Regions from separate parts of the Zea mays genome. Here region 1 is linked to region 2. Evidence: chromatin contacts called from public Hi-C data. All regions are on one chromosome and are shown on one strand. Each heading gives the region's core, a stretch centred on a gene start, on an enhancer-like site or on the middle of the called end of the contact. The rest is flanking DNA. Distances are from core to core; before and after follow the strand shown. Region 1 holds the start of LOC100283957 (mediator complex subunit 10 CG5057-PA). Region 2 holds the start of LOC100193772 (Bifunctional UDP-glucose 4-epimerase and UDP-xylose 4-epimerase 1).

The links. Hi-C and Micro-C count contacts between places; a contact is called where the count stands out from the background.
Region 1: a Hi-C map of leaf shows a contact between it and region 2, with 7 times the contacts expected there. The contact joins the promoter of LOC100283957 here to the promoter of LOC100193772 in region 2. A contact is called at or near these places in 4 of 25 Hi-C or Micro-C datasets (bundle sheath, ear, leaf and 1 more).

Annotation. Positions count from the first base shown.
Region 1 is chr7:148,529,489-148,533,973 of Zm-B73-REFERENCE-NAM-5.0, forward strand. It overlaps LOC100283957 (mediator complex subunit 10 CG5057-PA), which reads left to right and starts at 2,329. Exons shown (of 5, transcript NM_001156855.1): 1 at 2,329-2,576; 2 at 2,677-2,757; 3 at 2,856-2,958. The coding sequence starts at 2,359.
Region 2 is chr7:148,040,127-148,044,870 of Zm-B73-REFERENCE-NAM-5.0, forward strand. LOC100193772 (Bifunctional UDP-glucose 4-epimerase and UDP-xylose 4-epimerase 1) reads left to right here and starts at 3,014. Exons shown (of 9, transcript NM_001321930.1): 1 at 3,014-3,381; 2 at 3,509-3,558; 3 at 3,715-3,850; 4 at 3,970-4,071; 5 at 4,203-4,430; 6 at 4,573-4,654. The coding sequence starts at 3,154. It overlaps LOC100279623 (NC domain-containing protein-related), which reads left to right. Exons shown (of 2, transcript NM_001152619.1): 2 at 938-2,027. The coding sequence ends at 1,650.

The DNA.
Region 1 (4,485 bases), core at 1,079-3,578, 490 kb after region 2:
CTTGGAGGTTCTTTCGAGATAGACTTCCAAAAAAGAAGATGCACATTGTTGGTATAAATACACTATTAATTCTATTAAACCTTGGGCCAGGATAACACCTCCAGGGGCCAGGATATCACATCTGGCTAACGACAGGGTTGAGAGCAGAGGCCAGACGGAGGGTAAAAGGCCAGTCAGCACGACTTGTGGACGAGTGGTGGTCCGATGGCGCAACCTATGAGATATTAGTGGTCCGACGGTGAAGGAGAAACTTGTATCGCACTCATTGGACCTAGCTACCTCACTGTGCTAGAAAATGATAAAAAAGAGTGTGTCGTACCTGACTACCTCACTGTGTGAGAAAGGGGAAAAATAATCACACGAGTGTGAGGAAATTGACGTCAACTGCATTTAGGGAGTTCCTATCGAGTTGCCAAATATGGAGAGTAAATGAGGTTGGATACCAAGTAACTAAATTTAGCAAGTCTATTTAGAGAACTATTGGAGAATCATTTTTCTGTTTAATTAATAAATTTAAGATTTAGAGAGTTGTTTAGTGAACTACTGGAGTTGCTCTAATATGCTTTGGGACTTGGATAGTGGGAGTTGTTGGAGTTGCTCTAAGATGGCATAGACCTTTGACCCGACCTGGTACGCTGTATGGTAGGGCTATTTTGTCACACTAAAGCTACCTCTAGCGGCTTCTCTATTCCATCCTCTGTTTCAAACTCCACTTTATAAATATTACAGTATACGATGCAAAACAGTGTTTTACATGTCTACATACATACTCTACCGGAGACAACCTAATGTGCGAGATGTAGGGATGATCTAACATCTAGTATCATTCAATACCCATACCTATTAAAAATATACCTATCAGATGTACAATCGTATTCGTATACGTGCGTGTATGGGTAATTTTATATGATCGGTAACCTGCACTAGTTAAAAAAAGTCTCAAATATAAATCTACTTTATATAAATTTGATTTCACATATGATACTAACGCTATTTTTTAACGGTGTTAACTTTCATATGAAAAGATAATTTTATTCCTATTAAATTATTATTAAAAAAATATTTTATGTACTAATATTTGTATTAAAAGCTTTACGATTATATAAAAAAATGTCTCAAAAGCAATTGAGAGAACTTTGATCGGCCAGGCCTGCAGACCATTTTTTTGCAATTTAACTTTTTGGTAAAAAATACTTTTGATCTCTTGGAAGATTTATTCTTGTTTTGGACCTTTTCCTCGACGCCAAAGGTCACAACACCGAAGTAACACGGCTCGGTGCCGAGACTTATGGTGTGGAGGTATGGGGCACCTAGCTCGGCGCTACAGGTTATGACGTCGAACTCGCAAAAATACAATAATAATCATTTGAAATTTGATATAATCTATTTCTTTTTTGTAATGGCTACTGCTTCACTTTCTTGATTAAGCAAGATAAATCTTTTATATTGTTCTTATATACATTATATTTTCAATATCCACGTCTAAATATATGAATGACTCATAGAAGAGGATTTCTATGTGACGACATATTCATTAGGAAGGCATGTCACAACCACTACTACTGTATAACTATCAAATGTTGTTGTTTTTTCTCTATTTTTATATTAACTTCTTGATTGTTTTTTCTTCTTAGAATAGTTGGTTAAATGTCTAAATCTGCGTAGAGAAATATGAAAACCAAAATAGCATCAAGGATGCATTGACATATTATTATGTTAGGGAAAAGTATGGAAACGGAATGGAAACATGAGAGAGTTTATTCCGTCCGTTTTTATGAGATCTCGTTTTTATCCGGATTGAACCCATATTTATTCCGTATTTGATAAATATAGGACCAGCCTAATATGCATTAGTATATAAACTAAAGCCTCGTGTCTTTAGGTGACAAATTATAGCAAAAATGGTCATTGTAAGCATCGGTTCTTTTATGACAAGTGGTCTAAAGTCTTAAACGACATCAAATATAGCTAAATGTACACTATTAGCAATCAAACATCAGTAGAATGTTGCCTCTCTATATCTATTTGTTTTATGTTATTGTCCTGCCAATCAATCACTAGTCAAATATCAATATCATTTTTATTTGTATTAAATTATGCCCTTAATATTTCGGTTTTTGTTCGCTTTCACAATTTCGTTTATCCCGTCTCAGTTTTTGACTATTTCGATCTCGACTCTGTTTCTAATATTTTCCGATGATAAAACGTGGATACGGAAATGAAAGATAGTTTTTCCGTCCTGTTGGTTTTCATACCTCGAGAAAACCTTCGACAGTGACCCGGTCCGGTGGGTGTGGCTCGCTTCCTCTCTGTCCGACTCCTTTCCTTCATTTTCCTCTTCTGACCTCCGGCAGCACCATGGAGAACGTCGCCGCGAATCCTTCCGCTGCGGCCGCCGCCGCAGGGAATGGCGTCCAAGCATCGGGGGCCGGAGGGGAGCGCCCGGAGGACGCGTCGAAGCAGAACCTGGCGCAGGTGACGAGCTCGATCCAGAAGACGCTGGGCCTGCTCCACCAGCTCAACCTCACCGTCTCCTCCTTCAACTCTGCCTCCCAGCTTCCCCTCCTCCAGCGCCTGTGAGTTGCCCGAGATCACTCAATTCGGTTCCGCCCTGTCCTCGGGCTGTAACTCTTAGGGTTTGCGTTGCTGTTCACTGTTGTGTGCGTCGTGGCTCAGGAACGCGCTCGTGGCGGAGCTCGACACGATGCAGAAACTAGCCGAGGGTTGTAACATCCAGGTGCCAATGGAGGTCGTCAAGTGAGCTCCTTGATCTGATATCTTCACTCATCATCCTGCCCAACTTTTGCTCTTGACCCGTGCTATGGTACGGTTATAAATGGTTCATGTGTTGTTAGTTTGATCGACGATGGGAAGAACCCCGACGAGTTTACTAGGGATGTGCTCAACAGCTGCATTGCCAAGAACCAGATCACCAAGGGCAAGACTGACGCTTTCAAGGTATGGAACTATGGATGCATTGGATTCTCTCAATCATTGCAGCGATTGGTTGACATGGAGCTGCTGGGTACTTAGGATACACATTTTCATACGATGTAGACAGTTTTGTACCAAGAGTTAGTTGTGGAGCCACAGAGCTGTTCTGCTGTCTGACTTTCAATTAATGATAATTCTGTGCAGTGTTTTTCTTTTGTTACAAGTTACAATTCTTTGAAAGATGAGATCGTTCTGTGCTATTCAAAACCCATGTTTCTTGTAATGAGTAATATGCATCACTACAATTGCCTAAGACTATCTCCAGCGGCTTATCTGTCCTCATCCCCATATTTAAACTTTAGTCTGCAAAATGCAAACAGTGCATTCTACAGTGTAAAACATTGTTTTGGGTGACCATATAGGTGAACTGCTGGACACGGTCTAAGGGCCTGTTTTGGAACTCTATTTCTCAAAACCACAATTTATAATACCATAGTTATTGTATGCCATGACATACCTATGGTATATTTTACATCATTCTAATCCAACATCTGTTTGGAGACACAATATTTCAGTTGTAGTGTAGGAGAACAGAAGACTGCAGCTGCGTGCAAACAAAAAACCTTGGTTTAGACCGAAGTTTTTTTACCCCAAAATACCATGGTATTGGTAAAACCATTGTTTAAAATACAGAGTTTTTAGATGTGCTCCTAAATGCCTTTTGGTCTAAAATACTATGGTGTACTCAAATACCACGTTATTGTCTTTTTTTCGAAACGATGGCAAAAGCTTTGCTTTGCCGTATATATTAATAGAAGAAGGGAATTGACCCAGTTTTTAAGGAAAAAACTAGGCCCAAAAATCGCACAACTCGACTCAACTATGGGGCTTCACCGTACAACACTACGGTTCGTAGACCACACTAGTGGAGACAAACCCGCACAACTACAAACCTTAGAAAAACAACTGAGTCGAACCGAACATCACCACGCAAACAACGCACCCAACAAAACTCTACACCACCTCAACCTGGGAGGGAAGCCAAAGGTACGCCACCCAGAACTGCGCCGTCGTCGCCAACGTTGTGCCACGCCAAAAGCCGCGACCCGCTGCAAGCCTGAGTGACACCTCGAACTCCACCGCCACGGGGTTATCATCCTCATGTCGCACACAGCCACACACACATGACCGTCAATCCCCCGGCTCTAGCCTTGCATAAGAAGAAACTCTCGTCGCAACACCAGCGTAGCCAACTTGAACGCTCAATGCGTGGGGGCCCTGCCACATCCACCTCCTCAAACTCGAATCTCCTCAGAAACAACCACCTTAAAGTGTACGGGGACCTCGCCGCCCATCACACGGAACACTGCTCCAAGGATCCTTGCCACTGAAACCGCGATGAGAGCACCACCTACACCAAGCCATTGCCAGGATCACCACTGCACCATGCGCAACAGCCCAAGACTGTCGACTCCCATGGCCCCTCCGCACCTTCCCGCCAACACGGACCCTGCACACCTCTTCTGCCACTGCGCACGAGCATCTCCACCA
Region 2 (4,744 bases), core at 1,764-4,263:
GTTAGCTGTTCACCGGAATTCTGGCCCGCGCCGGCTCGCTCTGGACTTCCTTTTCGCCGCCGCTGGATGCTGGTATTTGTTGTTTTTTTGCTTTGTTCCGCGATAGGATTACTAGTGGTGATTTGTGTGTACTCTCTACACAAACGGAAGATACCACACAAACTGAAGATACCATGGTCTCTACATAAACCCTTCCAGATGGCCAGGATGCCACATGCTGTGTTCTGCTTTCCGTGCAGAACAAATGGCACTTGTTGCTGCTCACCTACTGCTAACCAACGTGTCTATCTGTTTCTGAACTTTGTTGTCTCTAGTGTGGAGCAGCCTTACTGTTAGCTCGAGTTTACGTGCAGGAAAGAAACACTACATAAGGTTTGACCCATGCTTCACTGTGCCTCATAATTGACTAGTTTAGGCCTAGTTGCTGTAAACCCTGATCACCAAAGTATCCTATGTCAATTAAGTTGTTGAACTATTCGGTCACTTTTACTAGTTGAGGGAACTTCCTTTATGTATTTATTGTTTACTGCAGGTTCTTTTGCTTTGCGTCTTTTCACTTTCAGATAACGGAGGTCGATCTTCATTTAGGAAGCTTATACGACCCTTCAACAGTGTCACAATTGTGCTACAGGGACAGTGTCTCCACAGTCAGTGCCTTTTGTTGGCAGATGCCAAGATCTGGGTTCTGCACTACCAGCATGAAAAGCTGCTCAAATTGTTGAAACCCCCCTATTTGGCTTCTCCTGCATCAATGCATCATACATCCTCTCTGGCTCTGGATTTTTTTTTCAAGTAATAGCATTTTTACATGTTCGAGCAAATTATCTGTTATTAAGAGAACTTTAGCAGGGCAATATGTAAAGCAATCATATACTGTTAGCTATATTTTGAAATTCCTTTCCATTTTCTCTCAAGCAATTTTCCTCTGTATGTCCAGGTATTTATGTCGGGGGAAGCAAAGTGGTCCATTTTACACGTAAGAAAGAAACTGAAACTTCAGATTCATCAGACTCCACCTCCAGCCTGATCTCAGAGATTTCATCAGAGTGCCAAACATTCCCTGATTGTGGATTTCAGCTGTCTAATAGTGGTGTTGTCCTCACTTGCTTGGACTGTTTCCTCCGCAACGGCTCCCTCTATTGCTTCGAGTATGGAGTGCCATCTGCAGTTTTCCTTGCAAAGATTCGTGGGGGGACCTGCACCATTGCCGAATCAGACCCACCAGAAGTTGTTGTCCATCGAGCGATGTACCTGCTTCAAAATGGTTTTGGAAACTACGACATGTTTGAGAAGAACTGCGAAGACTTCGCACTCTACTGCAAGACTGGGCTTCTACCTGTTGAGGAGCCTGGCATTGGGACTAGTGGGCAAGCTTCTTCTGCTATTGGTGTGCCGTTGGCAGCTCTTCTGTCCACTCCGTTCAAGCTTCTGGCTGCTGGTCCGCTTGGAATGGCCACTGTCACTGCTGGGATGTACTGTGCTGGCAGATACATTACTGACATAGGAGTAAGGAAGGACGTAGCAAAAGTTGAAGTGGAGAAATTATCATCGCACCCCGGTTTCCACCTTGTTGAAGATGAAGAATCAGTCAACAAGCGATCAGAAAAACCAAAGACCTTGCTCCCTATGAAGAGGAAACGAGAAAGGTGACTGCGAAGCACAGCTTAGGAGGATGAACTTCTCTTCCCTTCAATTGGTGTCGAATTGTGGATAATTTGGGATATGATAATAAGACTCGGTATAGATATGTGCCTTGCGAATGTATCATAATTGGATTAGGCGCACCCCTCACCTGATCAACTGTAACTGCCTTATAAATTCAATCAAATTGCTATATAATGTAGATTTTTCTTCTTTGTGAGGTTTCAGTCTTCTGCTGCAATTAATAACAGTTATAATATTTTTTACTGATCTGGGAGATCACTGTATCTGTATTCTGTAGTTACAACTTACAAGGTAGAGCAAACTATCGGCAATGGCGTTTTCATCAGGTATACTGTACGAAAAGTGAATATAAAAAATTGAGCAGAGCTTGTTTTTGGAGATTTCTCGCTTGGGAGAAAAATCAAAATAGTGACTATACAAATTAAAAGTTAAGAACAAATCATGTATGAGTTGATATATGTTAATGTGACGCTAGAGTTGCTGTAGCTTTATCTTTCATGTCTTGGTTTGGACTTATGAATCGTCGATTCCTGTCCGGTTTTGTGGCGTTGTCGATCAGATAGTTTGCTTTTCTTATTTTCCATACTCATCTGTGAGCAACATCGAATTCATTTTTAGCCTTTTGCCAAACTGTTTCTCCCCCTACGCCAACGGATTCTTGCTTATCCCAATTCCCACGCATCACTCTCTATCCATGGGCTTGTTCGGTTAGCTCTCAATCAATATGGATTGAGTGAGTTTAAATTCCAAGGAAGTCAAAATTCTTTTAATTTTTTTTTCAATCACATTTAATCTATATATAATGAGAACAACCAAAGAAGATCTAAATTAAGTGGGATTCGGTGGATTTAAATCACAAACAAGTTAAATTTATTTTTAATTTTTTCTAATTTTATTTTATTTATGTATAATGCGAATAACCGGACTTAAGAATGAGACAAAACGACACTCTAACGACAGGCACGCGAGTTGAGGTGGGTGACAACTGACAGGCAACCAGGAGCCTGCCGAACCGGCCGGGCAAGGGCAACGGATCCGTCGACGGCGAGAGCGAATGTCGCGGCCGCCGTCGGTTTCGCTTCGTTTGCAACGAAAACACAGAGACCTTGTTGTTGAAAGACAAAAAAAGAAAGCAATCGAACGCGACCCGTACAGAGTAGAGGGCGCAGAGCAGAGCAGAGCAGAGCTAACCGCAAGTCCGCAACGCTAGCCAGGCCAAACATAGGGCTTAACGCTTGGACACCGGCCACTAGTCCACCCGTTTGTCCCGCACCTGACCTCCGCATTCGTGAGCCTGTCACGTTGCGCTGGCCTCTTTCGCCACGGCACGGCACCGCACGGCACGCGCACCAATACAGCACTGGACCACTATATATCCCCCCGCCCCGCGCTGGGGCCGGTCCCCAGCTAGCGAGCGCCGCCGGTGCCAGTGCAACAGAACACGCACCACACGGGCGCAGACTGCAGAGACAACAGATCGATCGTCCAATGGCGATCGGCGGGTCGGAGGCCGGCGGGGGAGGCGCGGGGAGCATGAGGAGCGTGCTGGTGACGGGCGGCGCGGGGTTCATCGGCACGCACACGGTGCTGCGCCTGCTGGAGCAGGGCTACATCGTCACCGTCGTCGACAACTTCCACAACTCCGTCCCCGAGGCGCTCGACCGCGTCCGCCTCATCGCCGGCCCCGCGCTCTCCACCCGCCTCGACTTCATCCGCGTAAGTACCGAAGCCGCGGTGCGGGTCCGTTCGCATGAGCCTTTGTTTGCCTTTGCCCCGCGCCACGCTGATTGAATTGGTCTCTCGATCGCGCTGTGCTGCATGCCCGTCGCGTGGGGTTTTTCAGGGGGACCTGAGGAACACCGATGACTTGGAGAAGGTGTTCGCTGCCAGGAGGTACGGTGCTAGATCGATCCATCCATGAAGCTGCACGCGCTTTCAAAATCGACCTCTCTCCTCTGAAGCCCTTTCAGTGCTTCAATTTCTGTCTTCCTTCAAATGACGTGAGTCTGACTCTCACGCCACACATGCGCTGCTGTCCTCCATTTCCAGGTACGACGCCGTCATCCACTTCGCTGGGCTGAAGGCCGTGGGGGAGAGCGTCGCGCACCCGGAGATGTACTACGAGAACAACCTCATCGGCACCATCAACCTCTACAAGAGCATGAAGGAGCACGGCTGCAAGAAGGTACTATTAATGCTGGATCGCCTCCGATAATCCTGCCTGCGCGCGAGCGTTGCTTCGCCACGGCGCGCGGTGGCCGCCACGATCTGACTGACACTGACGCCGCGAGCGCGCGTGTGCAGCTGGTTTTCTCGTCATCCGCCACCGTGTACGGCTGGCCGGAGGTGATCCCATGCGTCGAGGACTCCAAGCTGCAGGCCGCCAACCCATACGGCAGGACCAAGGTAAAATCTCCATGACGGAACTGCCAATCGCGTCGTGTCGCGTGTTGTGGTTCACGGTCGCTGACGAGGACGTGTAACGGCCCAGACGCTTTTCTCGTGTTTTCACGTCATCTTAATTTGTGCTTCCGCAGCTTATCCTTGAGGATATGGCGCGTGACTACCACCGCGCGGACACGGAGTGGAGCATCGTCCTGCTGCGCTACTTCAACCCCATCGGTGCGCACAGCTCCGGCGAGATCGGAGAGGACCCCAAGGGGATACCGAACAACCTGCTGCCCTACATCCAGCAGGTCGCCGTCGGCAGGCTCCCCGAGCTCAACGTCTACGGCCACGATTACCCCACCCGGGACGGCACCGCGGTGCGTGTACTGCGCCCTCGCTATACTAATCAGTGGCATTGACAGTTTGTCGCTGTAGCATTTGGCTGGGCATTGAAATGTTCGCCCGTATTTGGAGCGAGTTGAATTGGCCGTAATTGCTTTTGATTGATTGGTGTTGCAGATCAGGGACTACATACACGTCGTCGACCTCGCCGATGGGCACATCGCAGCGCTCAAGAAGCTCTTCGACTCTCCTGATATAGGTACGACGCTGCCGAACCGTCTTGGGCGCCACATGTTCATCTAGTAGTACGTACTTGACCATGCTACCTCGTGTCCCGCTCTTTTGTTGC